Linked DNA regions of Mus musculus: region 2 is linked to region 1. Evidence: chromatin contacts called from public promoter capture Hi-C data. All regions are on one chromosome and are shown on one strand. The core of a region is the stretch at or near the end of the contact, and the rest is flanking DNA. Distances in the headings are between cores, read along the strand shown.

Region 1 (4,471 bases), core at 1,435-3,934:
CAGTTGAAGGCTTCCAACTTCCACCTAAAGCCAGTTTCAGTGATAAGCACAACACTCTCCGCCTACCTGGCCTGGTCCCTCAACCTGCTCTGTACAGGCAGGCAGACAAGCATTCAGAGGCCAATCTTTTCGCTGTCTTCTGTTCTAAGTTCCCCTCCACTCTGGCTCCTCTGTCTATACACTGGCCATTGTCTGCCCACTGGACAAACTCTGAACTTTCTAAAAGTTCTGCAGTCATATGCATGAGAAATGCTCTCTACAGTCTCCAGTATTTGAACAGTTGGTTCCCAGTTGGTGGCACTGTTTGGGGAGGTTTATAGTGCTAATGTCTTAAAGTTTGTTATGCATATGCTTGCAGTTGAGAATATGAGCTCTCAGCCTCCTGCTCCCGCTGGCATGCCTACCCATCATGATGGGCTTAGTCCTCTGGAACCATCAGCCAAAAATAAGGTCTTTTTGTTAAGTTGCTTTTGATCATGGTGTTTTATCCCAGCAACATAAAAGTAACTCAGCTTTTCATCATCCCTACTTTTTCCATTGTATCCATCACTGCACTCTGGACCTGCCAAAACTCTTCAGGTTAAAACACAGCCAGCCTTCTCCTAGTCTTAGGGAGTTCCTTCTGATCCATGGGCTCTTTGGATAACTTCTGTTTATCTTCTACTTTTTAACTCAGCCCCATTTCATTCTAAAGAATTTACCTAGCTTTTTAAAAATAAACATTCATTGAGAGAACTGTATTTTACTCGGTGACACGATTTTAGAACATCCAGGGTCAAACTACAATAAAAGTAAAACACATAACTTACATCAAGTTGAAGAAACTGCAGAAACTCTTCAACCAACTCCTTAGATACTGCTTGGATGAACGCCTCACGTTTTTCCATGACGGATGTGACTGTTCTAAGGGAGCCTTACAACCCTAGTAAGATACAATCAGACCAAAACGTAAATGTGCAAAATGTCCCGTAAGTTTTAATTTAATACAAACATTCAAGAAACTTTATACCACTACAGAAGACAGTTTATAACACTATGATACAAAACTGCAATAATCTGAAAAAAAATCTGATGATGTTATAAACAAAACATCTATGTGATCACCAATTATCAATGTAACTACAATGAAAGCAACAAGAAATTAAAACTGCCTCAGGAATCTTACTTTCTCTTACGTTTAGCCTTTTAGATGCTGGCTTGGGAAGAAAGACCTGACTTATGCAATAGGGTCAGGCTCATCTCCACATCTGAATTCTGCAGACTCCACTTCTAAAGTCCCATTCCTCCAAGAAGATCCCACCCAACAATTCTCTCTTGTTTTTCAAGAGAGAGACTTGGAAGTAAAACCACAAAAACAGCCCTGAGGTCACCTGGGAGCTTGTTAGGCAGTGCATCTGTGCCCCACTCCAGCACCCTCCCCTCCTCTGCACACCTACAGGATAATGAGAGCTCTGGGGACCTTGCTCATTCTTCTTCCTACATGTGATCTCCCAGGTAAAATGCCATCCTATTTTACCTTTACACCTGGTGCTACGATGACATACTCAAAACAAAAACCTAACAATACAGTTACAACAAATGATATTTGCAACAGGTCTTCTCATCTTAAGAATAAATTTGAAAATCTCTCATACCTTTAGAAATACAGCAATATGGAGAATTATTGGCATTAATTATAGAGTGTGAATCACAATAAATATGCATTCCTATTCTAAATTGAATAAAAGTAGAAAATAACCTCAATTTGACAACTCCTCATATTAGTAAATTTTAAATATAGCCACTTCATTCCCCGATTCAAATGGCTGAATTGTGAACCATAACTTTTTTGTGATGAATAAAATGGAGAGGGAAAGGTGGGTTGCCAGTATCACCACTTTACTAATTATGGTCACTTTGTTTACTTAAGTACATGTCTTTGGCAACTTAGTATGCCATATAATGTCTACATATGCTACTTACAAACCGTGACTCCGTATCTTGATTTTTCTCTTTCCTTAGTTCATAACTAAGTTGCTCCCTAGATCAGTCCTAGGTATAGGTTCGGGTTCCTCCCTTATGTCAGTGCAAGAATAAATCCAGCGTCTTCACCACCACGTCAGGCCCCAGTTAAGTGTCAACACTGCTGTCCTCCCTAGTCAGCTCCCCAGCCCCGTGCCAGGATCTTCCATGTCATTCTCTGGTCAGGGCTGGGGTTCTCGCTAGTCAACCCGGGTGCAGGTCTTTGGTACTACCTACTCACCCAGGCTCCTTCTCAGGGGTCTTCTCTAGTCAGACTCAGGTCTGCGTCCCCGGTCCTCCGTAGTCTGCATCAGGTCCTTGCCTGAGAGCCTCCCTACTGTGCGCAGGTCATTTTCCGGAGTCCTCGCCAGTCACACTCGGGCCCTCTCCCGGGGTCGTCCTAGTCTGAGGTCCTACCTAGTGAACCCGGGTTCCAGGCTGAGATCCTCCCTGGCGAGCCCCGCTTCTCGGTCTGGGATCCTTCCCAGTCAGCCGGGGGATCCCGCTCTGCCCTCCCGCAGCACCTCCCGCTCCACAAGCGCTCGAAACCGATGGCGGCCGCGGACGTGAGACCCGCGACGGTGTCCGCCGCCCAGCCGCGGTCGCCGGCCGCCGAGTCCTACTCACCTCCCACCCAACTCACCGCGCGGCGCTCACCTCACCACAGACCCATAGTTTCCCGCGCTCGGACCAGATTCAAACACACCCGCGTATACCCCGGACGCTCCCGCCCTCCACCCCGTCACCAGTCGCCGCTCTCACGAGATCTGACGCCGTCCCGGCCACGCCCATATCCCCCACAGCTCTGCAGCCAGGCTCCGCCCCCAAGGCCCAAGCACCGCCTCCTGGGCGTGACTCAGAGCCTCTGGCGGGAGTCTCTTTAGCGCGCTCACGGGATGCGCAGGCGCAGAGCTGCTGGCTGTGTTTCCCGCCCTCCGCCCACACACACCCACCTTCCTTGGGAGCGCTGCTGTTGCTTCTGTGTTCCTTGCCAGCTGCTCGGTGAGACGTCACGCTGATATCAGACGGAGGAGGGAGAGCAAGTCCGAGACTGCTCAAGTGGTAACCAAGAAGATTCTTGAAGAAATCCTGCCTCGGTTCGGGATCCCTAAGGTAATCGGCTCAGACAATGGGCCCGCATTTGTTGCCCAGGTAAGTCAGGAATTGGCCACACAATTGGGGACTAATTGGAAGTTTCTAAGTGTGCTTATAGGCCCCAGAGCTCAGGACAGGTAGAAAGAATGAGTAGGACTTTAAAAGAGACCCTTACTAAATTAGTCATGGAGACCGGCGGAAAGGACTGGGTGACTCTCCTTCCCTTTGCGCTCCTCAGGGTCCGAAACACTCCTGGACATTTCGGTCTTACCCCTTATGAGATTCTCTTTGGGGGACCGCCTCCCTTAACTGAGTCAGGTGGGATATTGGATCTTGGCACTGACTCATCCTCACCCTCTGCTCTTTTTGCTCACCTAAAGGCCCTAGAGGTTGTTAAAACACAGATCTGCAACCAGATCAGAGAAGCCTACACTCCGGGAACCATAGCAGTGCCTCACGGGTTCCAGGTTGGAGACTCAGTCTTGGTCAGACGACATCGCACTGGCACGCTTGAGCCCCGGTGGAAAGGACCGTATCTGGTGCTGTTGACCACCCCCACGGCAGTAAAAGTAGACGGGATCGCTGCTTGGATCCATGCCTCCCACGTCAAAAAGGCACCCAGCCAAGATGAAGACAACTGGATGGTGGCAGCCACTGACAATCCTCTTAAGCTTCGCTTGGGTCACAGGAGTCACCCTGGGCCTAAAGAACCACAACCCACACCAGCCTCTGACTCTAACTTGGCAAGTTCTCGGTCCTGATTCGGATCAGGTCTTGTTTACCACCTCCAAAACAGCGCCGCCAGGGACATGGTGGCCAGACCTAGCCTTCTGCCTCAAACAGATAATTCCAGCTGCTAGAAGCACTCCCCCTAATCTAGTAAGAAGCTATGGATTCTACTGCTGCCCAGAGCACAGCAAGTGGTCCTTATGCGGAGGGTCAGCCTCCTATTATTGTGGCCAATGGAATTGTGTTACTTCCAACGATGGTGATTGGAAATGGGCTAGTGGTCATGTTCCTGACAGGGCTGAGTTCTCTTTTCAGAACTCAGGGCCTGGAAAGCACACCGTAATGGAACTGTATAAAAGGGCTGACTGTCGCCCCGATGATTTAGACAGAGTACTGATCAAATTTACAGACACAGGAAAAAAATATGACATCAAGGCATGGATAAGGGGCATGCGGTGGGGATTAGTTTTTTATGACTATAGTGGAAAGCCTGGGTCATCAGTCATGGTTCGTTTGAGCCTCAGTAGCCCCCGACCCAACCAGTAGGACCTAACCCTGTTCTAGTTGAAAAGCCTTCGTTACTGCTTCCCAGGCCTACCATCCCTGGGTCTCCATCAGACTATCCGACCAAGGCTCACACTCCTTC
Region 2 (4,471 bases), core at 1,065-3,564, 2.8 Mb before region 1:
CCTAACAATATAAAATTATATACTTTAGCAGTTTCACAAAATTTCATCCATTCTTATTGTATAAGCTTCTGTCTCATTTAGTATTGTAACTGTCATTTCTGATGTAAAAGCAGGTTGACTGAAACATTAATGTATCAGTAATTTCACAAGGCAGACTGGATGCTATTGAGATTAACTTGTTATCTTTGTCAGAGCTTTGCAATGCCTCAAGGGTTGCTGCATTGCCTAGGTTTGTCACATAATTTCAAGAAAATAAACACACTTCCCAGCTGAAGTGGCTCTAACCATATCTTCACTATGCTATGTTTTTGTTCCAACCTATCTCAGCTACTTTACAGTAGCTACATCTCAATGAAGATATCCAGGAAGAAATTTGAAAAACCAAAGAATGAAAATTTGAAAATGAAGTACAGTGGCTTGGAGTTGTGTTGACTGACATCAGTCGTTGAAGTATGGATTGCCCCCTTAGCTTCACAAATGATCCTCCTTAACAGATCTAGGGCACTTTACTAACTAGGTTCCTGGCTTTACTGTTAGTCCAATGTACAGTCCACACCTGAAGAAAGGGGAGTTTTTGATGTTGTGGTTTATTAACCAGGTACTTTCCATTCACTGTCAACAATTAGAAAACAGAAAGAAGTTTTTTAAAGAGGAGGGTTGGTGGGACCTCCTACTTGTTTTCTTTACTCCAAATAAGAAGCCGGAAACAATTAAGGAGAAAAAAATCCCCTATAGTTCACCTTGACCTGGCTGGACTGGGTCTGATGCCTGAAAAAAGTGGTGTTGTGTAAGCCACTAGTAAAAAAAAGTCGAACTGAACTTCAATACAATGAAAATTATTGGGCTCTAGGGGAAACTAGGAGCCAAGGTCTCCAGTATCAAATTAGAAAAGGAGCTCTTTCCCAAACCTAGAGAACTGTGTTTCTTCCTTCTCCTTAAGGTGTCGAGGGCGCTGACAAGACCTGGAGAGGCAATGCTACTACTTCCTTGGCTGTCCAGTTTAGCAACGCTTTAGCCTCACCCAAAACTGCAAAACTGAATTGCAAGCTTGTATTCATTCACTCTTCTGCTGCCATCTGCAACTTCTTGTTTCCTTTTACTGAGAAGGTGGCGTTTAAGGTCAAAAGATCCATTGTAACCAACAAAAGGCCAAAGAACCACAAACAGACCCTGGGAAAAAGCTAGGCTGCCCCTTTCAGGGCTGAGGGTCTACAAAAGGAACAACGAAATATATCTGACAGTAGAATACATCTTGTCTAAATCTCCAAAGTCTGGGAAGACCTCAGACAGATTTGGGATCAGACACAGGGCAAGGTCTTAAGGCTGCAAGGAAAGCGGGCAGTGAATACTCTGAGAGCAGTGTTGGGGGAGGGGAGAGGCCCCCGAAATCTACTTTGTATTCAGCAGCTGCGGGCCAGTAAGGATTCCTGAACAAAGGAGCACGCGGCAAGAGGATGAAATGTTGGGGTTCATGCTGCCACTCGAGCTGCGAGAAGTTTTCCACCTATACCGTTATGGAAGCGTTGGAACTCAGAATTGGGGGGCGAGGGGGTGAGAGAAAAGAGAACTCAGCATGCGATTCCTGTTGCGCCACTACGCACCAGGAATTCTTGAGAACGATGGGAATGGCAACTATTAGATTCGAGGGGGGAGAAAAAAGAGCTGGAGTGAGCAAAACAAAGAGCGAGTGTGGGCCGCGGTGACTTCATGCCTCACCAATGTCCCGCCCACGCTACTCCGAGCTGGAGCTGTTTGCTGCTTCTGCTGCTGCTGCTGTCCTGGGCCGCCACTGCGCTTGCTGGCGACCCAAGCAAGGAGCACTGTAGCGTGGGGAGGTTTCCTAGCAACTCTCAGCTCGGAGCACGCCCAGCCACCCGAAAGCTGGGAGCCCCCACGGGGGACCACAGAACTAGATCACCCCATCCCTGCCCATCGCCTGCCTCTCTTCCCTCTCATCCCAGAACGCATCAGCTGCCAGGGTTCTGGGTGGCCAGACGCCTGAGCCGACAGAGTCCGAGAAAGGACAAGGGTACGCAGCTCCCTCCCAGCGAGGTGCATGGAACATCCCCTTCTAGCCCAGTAAGCAACTGGGATGCCTTGTTGGTTGCCCGCGAGTGCAGACAGGAGCTTCTAGGGAGCTCGCGGAGCTGCTTCCCCAAGCTGCTGGCACCCGTGTCTCCTCTCCCGCCAATCGGAACGCTGCCGCCTGAACCTCTGCTAGCTGCGACTAAGTGGAGTTGGCCTCCCTGCCCACCTGTGGAAGAAGCTAGCACCGACTGATGCGCCAGCAACTCCCCCACCCCCTTGGCCTTCTAGCCGTCCCCTCCCACTAAAGCAGCATCACCCTGTGAATTACATTAGGGTGGTTTTCCCCCCAGCCTCAGGCTTTGTTTGGGTTTGATTGTGTTTGGCTCTTCGCTAAGCTGATTTATGCAGCAGAGCCCCATCGGCTGGGGAGAAACAAAAGCTCTTTTCTTTGTCTGGGAGCGGACTGTGGAGCCCGTACTTGCTTCGCCCCCGCGGGCCATCGGCTGTCCAAGGAGGTGCTTTTTGTTGAGACTGCAAGCCCCGCCGTGCGGAGCTGGGAGGGCCTTAAGGGCCCTGAGATGCAGAGAGCTGCCCTGGACCGAATACCTGTATCGCCTACTGAGAGCAACTGGGTCGGCCAACCCGGCCTGTCGAAAAGGTCCTAGGGACTCGCAGCCCACGGGCCTCAAGGTGCGCTCTCAAGTCGGGAGAGCGCATCAGGAAAGCAACTAGGCAGTAGGCACCGGGCGGGCTGCTTTGCATTATGTGCGGCTCGGCCCTGGCTTTTCTGACTGCTGCACTGCTCTCTCTGCACAACTGCCAGCGAGGTCCAGCCTTGGTTCTTGGGGCAGCCTGGGTATTTTCACTTGTTCTCGGACTGGGCCAAAGTGGTAAGTTATTTTACTTTGTTTTCTTCCCTTCTCCCAAAGTCTTGGGCTGGTATTGAGAGCTTATGGCCTGGGCATCCCTGACAGGTAAGTGGAAGATGTCAGTCCTGGTCAGTCCTGCTGAGACTTCAGGAGGGCAGGTGTGTAACAAAGTTCTCCATAAAGAAGCCAGGTATCAGGCATTTTCACCCCTAAGTGACAGCAATAGTCCACAGTGCTGGGAAAAGTTTATTTGAGTTGAAGTTTGGGAAAGAGTCTGTTGTACTTACAGAATGCAGTTTGGGGGTTCCAGTATTTCCTGAGGATATCACTATATAGTCTGTATTCCCCAACTTTTCACCTTAGGGGTGGAGCATCATCCACTAAGAGCCTGTGGCTAAGATGGTTTATAAAAGGAAAGAGTCTTTCATTTATTGGTCTAAGAAAGAACAAGTTTCTTCTGCCATAACATTCAGCTTGAATGAATTAATGCCCTTGAGGAATATCCATTCATGGTTTAAGCCACTGCCCTGCGGAGGGGTGGGATTGTTAAATTATTGTGGCTAAATGATCTGTCCCCTAAGTTTGGTCTCTGTTACCAAGAGGTCACCTCTCTATAAACTTTTATTGTCTTCATCTGTAAAACAGATATAGATGCCTACCTTTCCCAAGTCATTTCTAGTCAGACAGTGCATGAGAGGGGGCTTGGCACTTTAACATGTTAGCATTGTATTCTTGGTGACTCATGAAACAGAATAAGTAATAATAACAATCTAAGGATTAAATTTACCATAGAGGCCAAATGTTTTTTTTTTTTTTTTTTGCAGATGGAGTTACCATTGCCTTATTTATTTATTTATTTATTTACTTACTTACTTACTTTTCCCTTCGGGTTACTAATCCCTTAAATTTTATTAGAGACTTACTGTAGTCTCTCAACCTTAAAGGAGTTTTAATTAATAGCCTCACTTCTGTTGTAAAACTGAAATTTAGTCCTTTACTTTAAATTGGTGTGCTGGCTTTCTTCCTGAAGTTAACTAAAGTAAATACTTATATGTAAAAGTTTATAATAGAGAAGCCCAGGCAATTTCTTCTAATTATTGCATATATAGTTGTCTAGCATTAGTTTTGGGTGAGATTTTCCTAGTTGTATCAAACAGGACAAACTAGAGTCAACTTTCATTTTGTAGTTATTTTGAGACTTTGAGATTTCAAAATAAATGAAACCTAATACAAAGGAAAGAGTCACACTCCTTATCAAGTATCTTTTGAATGGAACATGTGTTTGCCACAGCAGATTTTCCACTGAGCTTAATTCCACCCTATGTCAGTAAATAAAGTGTTCTCCTAGATTTAGTAAACATTCGCACCAATAAACTGACCAAAACTTATGTCAACAGAATATATTTTGTTCCAAAGAAAGTCTCACTCACCTTTAATCTTTGCTAATAACAAAGGTTTTTAAAAGTTCATTGTGCTTGTAGAGATAAGTCAAGTTCCTGTGTACCAGCAAGATATTTCCATCCAGTGACTATTATTGATTTGAAGCAAGTATTATGAATGGGCTGCCTTGCACC

Evidence for each region. Promoter capture Hi-C pulls out the DNA fragments that hold promoters and counts their contacts.
Region 2: a contact with region 1 is called in a promoter capture Hi-C map of hippocampal neurons, with 7 times the contacts expected there. The contact joins the promoter of Itgb8 here to the promoter of Ncapg2 in region 1. A contact is called at or near these places in 3 of 39 promoter capture datasets (the 3T3-L1 cell line, cranial neural crest and hippocampal neurons).

Annotation. Positions count from the first base shown.
Region 1 is chr12:116,403,649-116,408,119 of GRCm38.p6, reverse strand. It overlaps Ncapg2 (non-SMC condensin II complex, subunit G2), which reads right to left and starts at 2,684. Exons shown (of 29, transcript NM_133762.4): 1 at 2,659-2,684; 2 at 2,243-2,418; 3 at 810-922. The coding sequence starts at 887. It overlaps D430020J02Rik (RIKEN cDNA D430020J02 gene), which reads left to right and starts at 2,959. Exons shown (of 2, transcript NR_028421.1): 1 at 2,959-3,153; 2 at 3,477-4,471.
Region 2 is chr12:119,236,119-119,240,589 of GRCm38.p6, reverse strand. Itgb8 (integrin beta 8) reads left to right here and starts at 2,314. Exons shown (of 14, transcript NM_177290.3): 1 at 2,314-2,918. The coding sequence starts at 2,792.